Regions from separate parts of the Oryctolagus cuniculus genome. Here region 2 is linked to region 1. Evidence: chromatin contacts called from public Hi-C data. All regions are on one chromosome and are shown on one strand. Each heading gives the region's core, a stretch centred on a gene start, on an enhancer-like site or on the middle of the called end of the contact. The rest is flanking DNA. Distances are from core to core; before and after follow the strand shown. Region 1 overlaps SPTB (spectrin beta, erythrocytic). Region 2 has its middle 26 kb from the start of PLEKHG3.

Region 1 (3,561 bases), core at 289-2,788:
GCATGCAAGTCTCGGCTTTTGTGTAGGCAGGTCGGACGGGAGGCCATGACAGCTCTGGCACTGTGTGCACACAGGTGCGCGCGCACACACGCACACAGGGGAAGGGAGGACCAGGGGTGGGGCCTGCAGGGGGCCGCCAGCAGGGAGCCAGCATGCGTTAGTACAGGGGTTTCACCAGAAGCGACACCATATGGATCTATGCTACAGAGCCCAACACCAGACCACACACACAGGACCACAGGAGACCCAGCACACAGCTGTCCGACTCCGGGAGAGGAGCGGTGACGGGGCAGGGGAGCCAGCCGCTGGCTTTGTTGGGGGGGGGGGCGGGCAGCGCCTTCTGCAGTGGAGTTGGGCTCCTTCTTCTCTTTCTTGGATCCAAGGTTGATTGGGTACTGATTGCATTGCTCTCAGTTTCATGGAAGGAGCAGCAGCAGGAATCTCTCCAGGAGGCCTTGGGCTGGGTGCTCCTGAGCTTTGCCATGTGGTTTCTTTCTGGTCCCCCACACAGGACAGCTTTCCCATCGGTGGAGTGGCTGGCTTTCTGGGAGGGGCCTCCAATGGCGGGCTCCCCCCTTACCCCAGAGAGAGACTCAGGTCCAATTAGGTTTTATTCCACACCTCCCCCCAGGCCCCTCTGCCCTGCCCTGGTGACATCCAGGTGCTGGGCAGGGGCAGCTGTGGCACACGCGGCTGGTGAGACGGACACGACACACAGGACGGATGGAGTGGCTCAGGTGGTCCCACAGGAGCCCGCACACCCAGGCCACCGCGGCATGCAGACGCGCAAGGATGCACTGGCAGAAGCACAGGTGGGGAAGGGAGGCAGGCAGGGGGCAGCCCCAGCCGTGTCCGCGGTCCTTGTAAGCCCCCGGGTCCTCCGTGCGGGGGCTGCTGCTGGGAAAAAGGGGGGCGAGACGCAGTCCACCATAGCCAGGGACTCAGCCACAGGCGGCCCTGGGAGCTTCGGAACATGCTTTGGGGAGAGAGCTTTTAGCAGCAGCCCAGCAGCGCCCTCTTCTGGGCCTGGTGGGCTGCTGCACCTTGGTTAGGCAGCTGTGTGAGGGCACCCGTGGGGTGGAGGGGCAGGCAAGCTAGCACCTGGGCCCAGGGGGCTTCCGCACAGGGTGGGCTTGCCCTGTGTGCGTTGTTGTGGGGTGGCTGAGGCTCAGGTGAGCTCCCCAGGGCTTCACAGGGGTGGGAGGCATGCAGGGGAGAGCCGTGCCAGCCACATGCTGAATTCCTGCCTGAACCTGGGTGCAGCCCCCAGGGCTACGGGCCTCAGCCTTGACAGGGGTCCTATGGGACCTGTGCCAGCCAGGCATGGGCCCCAGGCCCTGCCAGCTGACCCCAGACCTTCCTTTTCTATAAGGTGGGAGGCTGGGCAGCTGGAAGCCCTTGGAGCTCTGGCCGCTCCCTCACCCCTAAGGTCTGTTCTTGCCTTGGAACCTGCTCCACAGGCAGGTCTGGCCCTGGGAAGTGGGCAGTGCTCTGTGCAGGAGGAGGAGTCCCCACTCCATCGTGGGGCCGGTGGGTGGGCAGGACAGGCCGGAGCGTGGGCGTGCATGTGCGCGTGCAGGGCGTGCTGTGTTGAGGATGGGGTTAGAAGGCAAACAGGGATAAAGTGCGCCCCCTGGTGTGTAGAAGGTGATGTGTTTATACAAGAAAATTTATTCGACTAGATAAAACCAAACTAACCCGGGTCGTCAGTGGCCTGGAGGGACAGTGGCTTCGGGGTGGCAGGGAGGAGGGGCAGCATTCTAGAAAACCTAAGTAGAGAGGTGAACTGCTCCGAGCAAGGCCCCGGGTGGCGCCAGCTCCGGCCAGCCTCCTCCCTCCAGCCCTGGCTGGGCCTAGTAGGGGTGCGCGGGCTCTGGCAGCAGCGACTCCCAGGAACTAGACATTAGGGACAGGAAACTGACCGGGGACGTTCTCTCGGTGGCTGCACGGTGGGGCACGCGGGGCGCCTCCCCCGCCGTCTCACCTTCCTCCTCTTGAGGCCTAAGGAAGACACAGGCTCTCTTTAACCAGCAGCGTCTCTCCAAGGTTCCCGCTGGCACCCACCCGGGAGCGTGCGCCCAGGGTCTCCCTGTCCAGACAGCCAGGGGAGCCTGGACAGAGCAGATCCAGGAGCCGCCCGCAGGCTAACGGGCAGAGGGAAGACAGGTGCCTCAGCGAGGGACAGGTTTCTGTGCAAAGCGGGGCACAGGCGCTGGTACCTGGTGGGAGGGGCCTCCACCCCTCCTTCCCCGAGCCAGGTCTTCCGCTCAGTACGACTCAGGGGAACAGAAGCCCCTCCGATTCCAAGCTCAGGCCCCTCTGGATTTCTCTGACAGGTGGCCCAAGTGTGAAATCTGGGCCCCTTCTCCTCCCCACCCATCCCCCTGGCCTGGCCCGCGGGGCACATGGCCAGCACTCACCCGGGCTCCTCTACGGGTTTGTCCTGGCGTTCTTTAAGCTCAAGCTGGGGGAAGAGGAGACTGGGGGTCAGAGCTGCCACATAGGGGAGCCGTGTTTTCCGAGGGCCCCCCTGGGGCATTGTCTGGAAGGCTGGTGCACCCTGGGGTCCGCTCTCCCGGGGCCATCCTTTTAGTCCTCTACGTTCACGGTCAGCATTTTCTACCCCTTATTTCCTTCCCATTCTCCCCACCTGCCCAGCCACCCAAACACCTGGCCCCTGGTCTGGTGGTCCTGAAGCCCCCCACCCACCCCATCTCCCCAGTGTGGCTGCCCAGCCTCCCAGCACCGGTCCCAGCTCACCAAGGTGGGTTTCTCCAGGGCGGCAAAGCGCTCGGCCCAGCTGCGTGTGGATTTCTCAAAGGCCTCATGCCTCCTGATGAGCTTCTCCACGCTGTCCACCGTGTGGCCGAAGTCCCGGCTGGCCAGGTAGGGCTCCTGGGCGATGAGCCACGCCTCGGCCACAGAGGCATCCCTCGAGAACTGGCACACGTCCAGCCCTGCCACGAGAAAAGCGTCAAAGCCTGGCTCGGCCCGCAGACAGGAGCTCCCCCTCCCCCTAACAGGTGTCCCCCAGTGGTCCCCAATCCCCATGCCAGGGATCAAGCAGTAGTAGTTAGGGTTAAAAACTACATTTACTAGAACAACAACAAAACATGCTGGGATGCACCTCCACGAGGACCGGTCTCTTTCTGGCCCTTGGCTGTCTTGCAGCCCTAGGGGACCAGTCCCAGGCATCTGGGCGCACAGCTCCTTTCTGCTTCAGCCTGACCCTGTACCCTGGCCACAGCCCTGCAGGGACACCAGCTGGGTGTGATGGGGGAGGCGAGGGCAGGGAGCGGCATGCTGGCTGGCAGAGGCCGTGTCCAGCCACGTGTCTGCCAGGATCTGCTGCCTGGACACCTTCAGCCCCAGAGATCTGCCGACGGGTGGTGCTGCTGGGGTCTCTCTCCAGGCTATGGTGAGGACCAAAGCCGCTGTGGGATCGTCCCCCTCTCTGCTGGTGCCTCCCGGATCCCAGGCTGTACTCACACATGTGCAGCCGCTCCCAGCGGGTCTCCCACTTCTCATTCATCTCCTTCTTCCTGGACATCACTTGCTGCA
Region 2 (3,561 bases), core at 779-3,278, 90 kb before region 1:
TCAGCTTCGGTCACCTTCCATGTAGAGACCTACATCATGGCTGAGAGCCCCAGGCCCAGCCCTGGAGAGTAGGAGGGAGGCAGGGGTGCAGGGGCCAGACCCTGAATTTGGAGGAGAGGGAGCCAGTGCTGCACACCTGCCTAGTGAGGCTTCTTGAAGTAAAGGGAACACCTGGAAAGTGAACTCTGTGACTACACTAAAAACCACTGGCTTGGGGTCAGCGCTGTGGCACAGCAGGTTAAAGCCCTGGCCTGCAGCACCAGCATCCCATATGGGCACTGGTTCAAGTCCTGCCTGCTCCTCTTCTGATCCAGCTCCCTGCTAATATGCCTGGAAAAGCAGCGGAGGATGGCCCCTGCAACCCATGTGGGAGACCTGGAGGAGGCTCCTGGCTCCTAGCTTCAGAATGGACCAGCTCTGGCCATTGCAGCCACTTGGGGAGTGAGCAGCAGATGGAAGACACTCTCTCTCTCTCTCTCTCTCTCTCTGCCTCTCCTTCTCTGTGTAACTCTCTTTCAAATAAATAAAATAAATCTTAAAAAAAAAAAAACACCCACAGGCTTCTGTATTTGAAATGGGTGAATGGTATGATATGAGAATTTTAAAAAATATATTTTTTTTAATTTTTATTTATTTATTTATTTTTGACAGGCAGAGTGGATAGTGAGAGAGAGAGACAGTGAGAAAGGTCTTCCATTGCCGTTGGTTCACCCTCCAATGGCCGCCGCGGCCTGTGCACCGTGCTGATCCCATGGCAGGAGCCAGGTGCCTCTCCTGGTCTCCCATGGGGTGCAGGGCCCAAGCACCTGGGCCATCCTCCACTGCACTCCCTAGCCACAGCAGAGAGCTGGCCTGGAAGAGGGGCAACCGGGACAGAATCCAGCACCCTGACCAGGACTAGAACCCGGTGTGCCAGCACCGCTAGGCAGAGGATTAGCCTGTTGAGCCGCGGCGCCGGCAAAAAGATTTATTTAAAAGGCAGAGTTACAGAGAGAGAGAAGGATCTTCCATCTGCTGGTTCACTTCCCGAATGGCCGCGATGGCCAGGAGGGGGTCATACTGAAGCCAGGAGCCAGGATTTCCATCTGGTTCTCCTACGTGGGAGCAAGGGCTTGAGCACTTGGGCCATTCTCTGCTGCTTTCCCAAGTGCGTTAGCAGTGAGCTGGATCAGAAGTGGAGCAGCCGGGACTCGAACTAACGTTCTGACCTGGGATGCTGGCGTGGCAAGCTGCAGCCACAACACTTGTCCTGGAGTCTTTACTTTCCTAACCCGGCGAGAAGTAGCTTCAGGACTGAAATTGCCAGCTGTGGCAGTTGCTACCTCCCTAGACAGCAGGTGGAGGGCTCTGGAAGACACCTGCAGGCTCTGTGGGGGGCAGCGTGGGCCCCCGGGGCGAAGGGTGGAACTGAGAGGGCCCTGAAGCTCATTGTCAGGGCCTGCAGCCGGGCTCTCTGAGGAGAGGGCGGCGGCCAGCTGGGGGCTGGGGGCTGGGGGCGGGGCAGCAAGTCCAGGACGCCCACGAAGAAGTCCGCCTGGGATTTTTACGGGGCCCTCTTTCACACGCGCGCACAGCCGGCTAGGAGCGGAGGGCTTGGCAGAGAGAGAGAAGAGGCCATGTGAACAGGGCAGGGAGTGCATAGTTTCCATGGCATAATCGGACTATAAAGCCCCGCGTGTCTGTGGGGGAGGGAGAAGTGGCGGCTGCGGGGCCCAGCCTAGGCCAGAGCTGGGCACGCACCCAGGAGCCACACTCCCTCCCGGTGCCTGCAGGGCCTCAAGCCTCTGGACGCTCCTGTGGTTGCTGATGGGGCGAGAGCGTCGGCCCTTCCAGACTCCTGGCCATGGGGTAGAGCTGGGCTGAGCCGAGGCGAGGCGCAGGCGGAAACACAGGCTGTGAATTCACAGGCAGGCAGAGTGGAGGCCCCACCCGAAACACCCGGGCTGGCGCTGACCCGCGTCCTTGCCTGGAGCGATTCTGGGAGGATCCCCCAAGCCCCCTCCTCTGCTGCGCAAGGCATGGCTGTAGAGAAAGAGGCTGCTCCGTTGCTGGTGGCTTCTGGGACAGACATCAGGAACAGAGAAGCCTGGGCTTTAAGGCACAGGGTAAGCAGCCCACAGACACATCAGCGTCGCTGGGTTCAGGACCTGGCTCCAGCAGACCCTGGGAGGCGCTCGTGATGCCTCGGTCCTTTGGGTCCCTGTTTCCCACGTGGGAGACCCAGGCTGAGTTCCTGCTCCCAGCTTTGGCCTGGCCCAGCCTAGCTATTGTGGGCATGTGGGGAGTGGATCAGTCAATGAGAGCCCTCTCTCTGTACACATCCACCACTATCATTCTGCACGTATCTACCTCTCAAATACATACATAAAAATTAAAATAAAAAAAGAAGACAGGGCTAACATTTAATAAGCCTAGTTACCAGACTCTGTGCTAAGCATTTTTGCTTTTGTGAGCTCATTTAGAATAATACGAAGGTACTTCAAAACAGTCATGAAAATTATGTTTGCTTTGAGGGCTGGCATTGTGGCACAGTGCGTTAAGCTGCCACTTGCAACACTGGCATCCCATCCTGGAATAGCAGTTTGAATCCTGGCTGCTCTGCTTTATCCAGCTTCCTGCTGTGGCCTGGGAAAGCACTGGAAGATGGCCCAAGTGCGTGGGGCCCTGCACTCATGTGGGGAGAACCGGGTGAGGCTCCTGGCTCCTGGCTCCTGGCTCCTGGCTCAGCCCTGGCTGTGTCGGCCACTTGGAGTATCATTCAGAGCACGGAAGGTCTCTATCCATCTCTCCCTCTGCCAATCTTTCAAATAAATAAATTATTTAAATGTTATTTTGGTGCAGAGTTTGTAATCTCTACACATATTTTTCATCAGGCATTTCCTACGAGGCACACGAGAACCCTGCACCGCCAGTGACTGTGGGTTCATCAGACAGCGGCTCTCATCTCCTCCAGTGCAGGTCAGGTTTCCATCAGACAAAGGCAGAACAAGCCTCTTGTCACTGCTGTAGTGCTGAAACATGTTTACAGTCTTTAGCAAGAGCCGAATTGGGCAAGCAGGAGACAACACTCCACCTCCAAGTCATGAGTACAAGGGTAGGTCCAAAATTTGTGGGAGGGGCTGGTGGTGTGGCTTAGCAGCTTCCAGTTCCGGCTGCTCCACTTTGTGATCCAGATCTCTATTAATGGCCCATGAGGGGGCAGCACTGTGGCATAGCAGGTAATGCTGCTGCCTGCAGTGCCAGCATCCCACATGAGCGCCAGTTCAAATCCCAGCTGCTCCACTTCCAGTCCAGTTCTCTGTTATGGCCTGGGAAAGCAGTGGAAGATGGTCCAAGTTCTTGGGCTCCTGCACCTGCAAGGGAAACGTGGAAGAAGCTCCTGGCTCCTGGCTCCTGGCTTTGGATCTGCCCAGTTCCAGGCATTGCAGCCATTTGGGGAGTGACTACTGAATGAAAGACCTCTCTCTCTCTCTCTCTCCCTCACTGCCTCTGCCTCTCTGTAACTCTGCCTCTCAAATAAATAAATAAATCTTTAAAAAAAAAAAATGCCTGAAAAAGCAG

Evidence for each region. Hi-C and Micro-C count contacts between places; a contact is called where the count stands out from the background.
Region 2: a contact with region 1 is called in a Hi-C map of liver, with 6 times the contacts expected there. The contact joins two enhancer-like sites. A contact is called at or near these places in 5 of 6 Hi-C or Micro-C datasets (ear pinna, liver, psoas muscle and 2 more).

Annotation. Positions count from the first base shown.
Region 1 is chr20:5,696,983-5,700,543 of mOryCun1.1, reverse strand. SPTB (spectrin beta, erythrocytic) reads right to left here. Exons shown (of 36, transcript XM_051838742.2): 29 at 3,490-3,561; 30 at 2,761-2,957; 31 at 2,421-2,464; 32 at 1,923-2,001. Among named protein-coding and RNA genes, the nearest start is that of PLEKHG3, 65 kb to the left of the region's middle. Within about 2 kb of position 1,538, at least 1 of the 8 cell types and tissues checked has an H3K27ac peak or open chromatin away from gene starts, as enhancers often do.
Region 2 is chr20:5,787,193-5,790,753 of mOryCun1.1, reverse strand. No RefSeq gene overlaps it. Among named protein-coding and RNA genes, the nearest start is that of PLEKHG3, 26 kb to the right of the region's middle. Within about 2 kb of position 2,028, at least 2 of the 8 cell types and tissues checked have an H3K27ac peak or open chromatin away from gene starts, as enhancers often do.